2 separate regions of the Mus musculus genome follow, and region 2 is linked to region 1. Evidence: chromatin contacts called from public Hi-C data. All regions are on one chromosome and are shown on one strand. The core of a region is the stretch at or near the end of the contact, and the rest is flanking DNA. Distances in the headings are between cores, read along the strand shown. Region 1 has its middle 160 kb from the start of Gm12511. Region 2 has its middle 140 kb from the start of Gm34482.

Region 1 (3,964 bases), core at 783-3,282:
CCTTACAGGGTCCCTGCCAAAAGAAACAGGTGTTTGTTGTGAGGACAACTTATGGGTTGGAGCAAGGGTAAGGGAAAGGGTGAACCATGGCCAGAAATGACTGGCCTGGCTGAGCCCTCTGTAAGGGCTGGGATAGTGCTACAGAGGGCAAGGCGAATGGGCATTGTCTGCTCTGAGGCAGGATCTACTTGCCCTTTTGCTGTGGGCTTAGGAGAGGGTGCAGGCTGAGCTGAAAGCCAGCACCACCCACGCTGTAACAGAACACTTTTCTCCAGGCTGACCCAAAGCTAGATGGTGGTTGCATCACTTCCTCTGGTGTTGTGGAAGCCACATGACTCTGGCATCTGGTTTGCCAGGGATGAAAGGGAGCCCTGCCTGCCCACGATGCTGGCACACAAGACCCTGGGTCCTGTGTGTCTTCTTTTAATATTCCGTTTCCCTAGCAAATGGGGTAAAGTTGCTGTAGTAGCTACTGCTGTTGCTGATGCTGAAGTTGCCTAGTGCTCAAACTCTCTGGAAGGACAACCCAAAGAACAACCCGAAGGCTGGAGAATGAAGAGGAGTTAAGGCTGTGACTCTTCTTGGTAGTCAGCTCTCTGTCACTGTGACATAAATACCCAAAGTAGTCAACTTATAAAAGGGAAACGTTTGTTTTTGTTCCTGGTTTCAATCCCTGGTCTTGTTGGTCCAGAATTTGATAGTGTTGGAATAGCAGTACATCACTGTGGTCATAAATGGGCAGGTCTCAAATCTCTCCTTCAATGACCTCCTTTCCTTCCACAAGTTTCTATGTCCTCAGCATCCTATGATCTCCCAGTTGCAGCACAGAATGCGGACCAAGTATCAGATACATAGGTCTCTGGGGACATTCATTCCAAACTACAGCATCTTTTTGTTAGATAAGGACATCTGAATGCCATGCTCGCCTGCTGTGAGTGTTGCTACCTTCTTTAAACTTCATGAAAGAGCAGGCAGGGGTTTTTTGTTTTGTTTTGAATTGACAGAGACTCTAAAGAGATTGTTTTTTAAACCCAGTGATGTACCCTCAGACATGCACACATACATGAATGCACACACATGCACACAGCACTGGTATACATGACAGACAGGTCCTCTTAGCTAATGTGATGCTAAGATTCCAGAGAGCTTGGAAATTTACTCAGTAATACCCAAATAATACCCATACATATGCATGAATGTTCTCTGTGTTTGGTCTCTGTCTCTGTCTCTATCTGCCTCTGCCTCTGCCTCTGCCTCTGCCTCTGCCTCTGCCTCTGCCTCTGTCTCTGTCTCTGTCTCTGTCTCTGTCTCTGTCTCTGTCTCTGTCTCTGTCTCTGTCTCTGTCTCTGTCTCTTCTCACAGTGTTAGTGGAAGGTAAGATGAGATTTTGAACTCCATTTGATTGAGGCTGATTATCACATTCAGGTCATCTAGGCCACTGTGTCGCAGTTTTATGGCTTTATTTTGGAAGGTCACTCTGGAAGCTCAGGCTGAAATAAATGACAAAGGGCAAAGTTCACACACACACACACACACACACACACACACACACACACACACACCAGATTCAAGTGACTAGGAAAGAAGGAAAAAGAATGCTCTTTTACAAATTTTCCTTTTTTTCAATTTTTTATTGGATATTTTCTTCATCTACATTTCAAATGCTATCCCAAAAGTCCCCTATAACCCCCCCGCCCGCCCTGCTCCCCTACCCACCCACTCCCACTTCTTGGTCCTGGCATTCCCCTGTACTGGGGCATATAAAGTTTGCAAGACTAAGGGGCCCCTCTTCCCAATGATGGCCGAAAAGGGGGAGCCTGATTTTCCTGGGAACCTGTGATGTATGGACTAGCACGTCTTCTCTGCTTCTCTGTCCATTCACTCACCCACCACTCCTCTGCTAATGCCTGGCTGGCCAGGAATACACTTTCTATTTAGAAAGCAAAGGCAGCCAGCTTTGGGCCTGGGCCTGGAGACTGACTCACTGTTGTTGGGATGACACATTGCCTGCACACATTTCACAATTCTCTGAAACACCAGACTTATTTCTGTGAGTATGCAGAGGCCCACTTCACCATCCACCTAAGGCCACACACAAAGGCTGTGCTATTTTTCTTCCCTGGGGCCTAAATGGATGGCAGGACTTCCTATGCCTGAAACATCACCCTCGTTTGGAAGGAGAGAAACACCGGCCAAGAATTGCAACGTTTTTTAACCAGAGTCTGGCTAGCTTTCAATAGCTGCACGCCAAAGCTATACCAGACAGAGAAATGGCTATGAATGGGGTAGGGGTTGGACTGAGGCTTAAAAACAAGGCAGAAAAAAATACAGATAACAGAGAAGAAAAGAGAGGAGAGGAGAGGAGAGGAGAGGAGAGGAGAGGAGAGGAGAGGAGAGGAGAGGAGACAGAATGAGATAGTACATAGGAAGTAAAAGAGGAAATTTAAATAGAGAAAGGTTGCACAGAAATGATTGAAGAATTGGAGCAGAGGGCGAGAGTTCCAGGCTGTGATCATTTCTTCATGTGCCTTTCCCTCCATTTTTGGGTGAGCACTCTTAATCCCCATTACTAAGAAGCAAGAACAGGGGACCAGGAAGTTACAATCTAATGTCTCAGGTGGAAGGGAAGACATTTTTGTTTATTAAACAAACAAACAAACAAATATACATACATACAAGCAAACAACAACCTCATATTGTCGACCAGGCAGACCCAGCACTCACTAAGTAGCCCAGGCTGGTATGGTACTACTTATGGTAGTCTTCCTGCTTGACCTATTGATTTCTGGGATAACAAGTATGCGAAGCCAGCTCGCTCTACATCAGTGTGAGGGGCTTGGACAGTCTTCCACAGTCTTTCTGGAATCTGAAAGCCTAAAGGATACTCTTGTTGACCAGAGAGCTAGCTGGGAAGGCCGAGAATCTGGATGGCCAGTGACAGTGGCCTCTGAGGAGTTGTTTATGCACTTAGACATTAAGTGCCTAAGACTTGAAGGGCCGGCCCCATATTCAAAGCCCTGGATTCAGAACTATCTGGAAACTTCCTCCAGGGTAAACAAAAACAAGCACTTCAGCTCCCTTGCCAGGGCATCTCGCTCCAGAAAGGACGGGAAGGAAAGGAGAGTGATGCTGCTTGTTCCCCTGTGAAGGAAAGGTTACAACAACATTTTCTCTGGGCAGCTGTGAGGTCGGCAGGCAGACTTTTCTCTGGTAACCATCTCGATGTGTCTGTGTGGAAAGTACCTAAGAATGACTAAGCCCTGGCTGAGTTGATTCATTTGTCACTTCACTTGTGGGACTTTGGCCCTGTTCTAGAGGCCACAGAGTGTTTTCAGCACATCTGACCCAGGCCTCCATGTAGGGTGGCAGGTGAGAGAGAGCACAGACTTATAGGACTCTGTTTATAGGGAAGGACCCCAGGGAGGAGGGAGGGTTTGGGCTCACTGGAATCCTGTCAGGACTTCTAAGAAGTCTAAACTCCTAATCCCTGTCAGCAGAGGAGTCAGGAGTCTGTGCAAGTGGCCAGAGTTTGAACGGAAATGCTCATTCACGGAGCATCCAAGATAGGCTGGAAGTTTACTTAAAGTTGTCTCGTCCTTCCTCACGCTAATAGTGTGAGGCAAGTGTTGCTTTGCTTCCTCGTTGGAATGAAGCCTTCACAGGAAAAGAAGCCCAAAAGAGTTCACATCTCTAACTCAAGCTGGGGATGGGGTCAGGAGACTCTGGGGAGGCAGGGCTATCCACTAACACACAGGAGGGCCACAAAGAGATCAGCCTGATCAACGCAAGTGGAGTTATTCTTCTTAATAATCCAGTTCAAATGTAAACCCTTTTGTTGCAATTATATGCACAGGAAGAGGGACATATCACAGGTGTGTGGCTTGCTAGACTGTCACAAACCGAAGAGATCCCTGTAGTCACTGCCCAAACAGACACAGTTAGCATGTTTCCAAGATGACCGCCA
Region 2 (4,247 bases), core at 982-3,481, 85 kb after region 1:
TCTGTAACATGAGGACGTTGGACTAGATCAACTTCCAGGCTCTGCAAGTTTGAGGAAGACCTGAAGACTCCCCCAGTGTTCTGCAGTGAAGTGCTCATGGTTGCTGGAGGGAGGCTTGGACACTGGCTTAGTAAGCACACAAAGCACAGCCCGTCAAGATGATGTGAACTCCAGCTATACATCAAATAAATTTCTTTTTCATCTTTTTTTTACATATATGTATATCCAACACTATACTAGGAACATGATGTTCTTTTCATGTGCTGTGTGGACTTGTGAGATGCTTCAGCAGGCGATGGCATTTGGCTCTAGCATTGCAAAAAAGAAGGTAAATAAATATAAATAAAATACCTTAAGTCACATACTCAGATGAAATTGCATATGAAATCCTTGTGAGCTAAATTCTATCCCACCTAAAAGTGGGAATCGTACTACAAAGTCATCCTCTAACCTCCATGCAGGTGCTATGCTATACATGAAACCACACACACAAAGCACATATTAGTAATATTTTTTAAAAAGTCATTAAAATAGGTTGTATATCTAAAATTCAAACTTTTCCATGTGCCCTGTACGACATTCATTCATGTTGAGAATTGTAATTCTGAAATGGAAATTAATTACAAATATATCAGCATATACACTGTTGTTTTTCATATTTGATGATCTAACTAAAGCTTTGGACTTCAATGAAATTTTCTCTTTTTGACCCCAAATACATCTTTTTGGCTGGAGCACACACTGGCATCAGAAAGAATTCTGTTGGCTGACTGTCTTTGGAGTCTCTTCATATCTATTCACACACACACACACACACACACACACACACACACACACACACACACCTGTGGTATATGCACACATGCACACACATATAAATATGCTAGTGTACACACAAAGACATACATAGCATATGCACACACATATGAGTGTGTGCATATATACATGCATGTACCCTCACACACATGCTCCTTCAATCCAATCTCGCACTTGCTTCTTTCCAGCCAGTGATTGCATGTGGCTGGTGGTTTCTGTGATTGCGAAATAGTCTTGAAATACCAGTGAAGAAAGTGTTCCTCCTGCACTTGTGGCCACCCCCCCACCAGGAACTTCAGGTTTCTTTCTGCCCCCTTGAGTAGGGAAGCACTCTTGGGGTGGCTCTGTGGAAGAAACGCACAGGCTGATAAAAGAGGCAAGGTACCTCCCTGCAACATACACACAGACAGCCCCTCTGTAGCTTCTGATGGTCCTTTGGTCCTAGTTGGAATTCTATGCATACTGGATAAAACTAGTCATGAATCAGCATGGGTAATACTAAGCCAATGCAGGGAGATGTGGGGAGACAGGAGCCCTGGATCTAGGCAGGGAGCCCCTCAGAAGCAAGCAAAGCTGAACAGCCTGTGCCTGGCGTACACTCAGCCCCATGAAGGAAGAGGAGAGCTTATCATAGACAGAAGTGAATCTGGAGGGAAGGATGATTCTGGAAGCTACCAGAGGGAACAGTGAACAATGATCTGAAGCCAGAGTAATGGTCAGAATTTCCTTAAGGATGGCTTTTCCAAAAGAGAAAGGGTGAAAGTCTATGGAAAGACTTGTTGGGCTCAGTATCCAGCTAGGAGATGACTTCTCTGTTATGTCTACTGTGCTGGCTATCAGAGAACCAAATAACAAGAAGCTACGTGAAAGGGTTGTGAGAACTGCTCTTTCTTCCTAGGTCTACTGGAAGCTCATGCATGACCTTGAGTCTCAAGGTCTATGTATATTTTGGGTTGTTTAAACTGATCCCAACAAGATGATCCAGGATTGACTACTTGTTATTTCTGCTTCTCTGAAATAGTTTCCCCATTCTCCTCCATTTCCCCCCCACACCCCTATCCTTTTAATGATTATCATTTAATAGTCTTCCATTGGAATACAGACTTTTAACAGCAGCAGAATGTATGGTTTTCTCATCTCTGATCTCCCAGAGAGCTTCAAATGAGACAACAAGATGTGCTCAACACACAGATCTAGCCAAATTTCAAGTGATGAATGTGTGTGTGTGTATGTGTGTGTGTGTGTGTGTGTGTGTGTGTGTACACCTAAGGAATACACCTGGTTCTATTTAGGGGACAAAGGTCCTTTGGACCTCACAGTCCAAGGTGACAGAGAGACAAGGAAACTGGTCATCTGTGTGAGTGAGTGGTGCTACCAGTGGTGGTAGAGAGCAGGGCAGAACTCTGCAGAAAGAAGTAGTGCATTTGCCTCTGCTGTTTCTCTGTGGAAGTGATATGTGGGGGTGTGGGGGACTTGGACTATTGAGGCAGCAAATAGAGGAAGTAAATGCTATCAAAATAGAGGAGCAAGGAGGAAATAAAAGTTCTCCTAACAGAAATGCAGAGAGGCTGGGTAAAGCCAAAGGTTGGACTACTTTTCCTGCGGGTTTTTGGAATTGGGATTACTCTCCAAAGGACAAAAATGATCAGGGAAGAGACCTCCCTTTGGCAAGTGTGACACTTGCTATTTGCCAAAAAGCAGACATGTAAGCATTCCTACATCCATCAGGAAGTATCCATGCGAGGTTGGGGAGGATGCTTCCAGAAGTTTTTTGTTCCTCTTTAGGCCACCTGGTTTGGCCACTACCGCAGATGAGGCTAGTCCCATGGTTGCCTTGTATACTCAGATCCCTATAGAGGGTATGGGGCCACCCATGCCAAAGTGTGCATCTGCACATCTAGGTTGCATAAGTCTATGGAGAAAGGAAGTGCTGATCTGAGAATAAGCAGCTAGGTTATAATCATGGCATGGGGCTTCCAGAGTGGGCTGTTTGCCATGGACTAGAAACATGATACATGCAAAATTTCCCGTTTCAATTCCATATGGACCTCCCAATTAGATCTTCCAGCATTTAGTCACAAATCCAGATACCCTTCTCCTGTCTAAGAATTTACAGCATAATCCATTTACCCTTCTGTTTGTTCATTGCTGTTGCACACTGTACTGCCACATATGTCTGTTGTCAGTAGATAGGCAATGGTTGACCAGATGGTTGGATGGATTCAGAAGGTGAATAATGATAATACAGAAAATCATTCCAAACAAATATAATGGAGCATTCTGTGAGCTATGTTATGGGGAGGGGATGTCTCAGGAATTCTGGGTCTCTGAAGATCTCTCTTCTCTAGATGAGGAAGGCAGTGAAGCACCCCAAAAGGTGAGAATGGGAAAAGGCAGGGGTGTGCTTAGTCCTGAGGTATGTTTCAGGGATAGGAAGCCATGACCAGAGTTGAGTAAATATTAGGCTAGAGAGGATAATGGAAGACGAAGCTTGAAGTCATGACACAGTGATGACATTTCCTCTTCTTATATATGGAAACAACACAGATAACACAAGGACTTTGTTTACATTGGATCTCAAGAGTTTCCTCTGGAAACTCTAGAGTTTTAAAATTGTTCATAACAGCCTAGAGTTTACTCTAATGTTCTCTTGTCATTATTAAAAGATTCTGTGTTTCTGCTGGACACTTTCAGATACTTCCTTTGTTTTTCTTCTATAGATGATAGACTACATTGGAGTTCTGTCATGTTTCTGTTTCTCTTCTGAAGTGCACAAAGTTGAGGATGATAGAAATCAGTCACAGTAGCCATTGAAACTTTATTGAACACCATACTCATTTTATTTAAATTGTGACAAAGATTGACAAGAGGCTAGTAGAACACTTTAGAACTCAGTAGCTCTTCACTCTCAACTCAGAGATACCTTCAAAAAAAAAAAAACCCTGTTTGAGATCATTTCTAATGTGTGTGCACAGGTATGCATATATGTGTGTGCATGTGTGTATACATAATTGGATGACAGAAGTCAATGTCAGGACTTTTTCTTGAACACTATCTTAATTTTTGAGACAGGGTCATTCGCTGCATCTTGAGCACACAAATTCAGCTAGGCTGGCTGGCCAGAAAGCCTCAGAGATCCTTTGTCTCTACCTTCTCATGACAGGCATTGCAGATGTGGGCCACCCATACTCAGCTTTTTATGTGGATCCTGGGAGCACAATTTGGTTCATCATGCTTGTATGGCAAGAGCTTTACTGACCAGTCCATCTCCTCAGTCCCCCTATTTTCTTAAATAAGTTGTTCTATATTGTCACCAAGGCAATTATAGGAAAAAATACCTGCAGCTGGGCATAAAATGATGACGTTTAAGTAGTTACCATGACATTTACTCTTTAGTGCACTTTTGCCTATAAAATTCCGGGGATCGAGAG

Evidence for each region. A called contact is a pair of places that touch in the nucleus more often than the background predicts.
Region 2: a contact with region 1 is called in a Hi-C map of bone marrow-derived macrophages, with 2.3 times the contacts expected there. The contact joins two enhancer-like sites. A contact is called at or near these places in 1 of 39 promoter capture datasets (the 3T3-L1 cell line), 10 of 484 Hi-C or Micro-C datasets (bone marrow-derived dendritic cells, bone marrow-derived macrophages, conventional dendritic cells and 5 more), 5 of 115 datasets of contacts at active chromatin or transcription factors (bone marrow-derived dendritic cells, bone marrow-derived macrophages, embryonic stem cells and 2 more) and 1 of 9 other capture datasets (bone marrow-derived macrophages).

What each region holds. Positions count from the first base shown.
Region 1 is chr4:55,730,194-55,734,157 of GRCm38.p6, forward strand. No RefSeq gene overlaps it. Among named protein-coding and RNA genes, the nearest start is that of Gm12511, 160 kb to the left of the region's middle. Within about 2 kb of position 2,033, at least 131 of the 459 cell types and tissues checked have an H3K27ac peak or open chromatin away from gene starts, as enhancers often do. A contact at or near this core is called in bone marrow-derived dendritic cells and bone marrow-derived macrophages, where this site is marked.
Region 2 is chr4:55,814,965-55,819,211 of GRCm38.p6, forward strand. No RefSeq gene overlaps it. Among named protein-coding and RNA genes, the nearest start is that of Gm34482, 140 kb to the right of the region's middle. Within about 2 kb of position 2,232, at least 28 of the 459 cell types and tissues checked have an H3K27ac peak or open chromatin away from gene starts, as enhancers often do. A contact at or near this core is called in bone marrow-derived dendritic cells and bone marrow-derived macrophages, where this site is marked.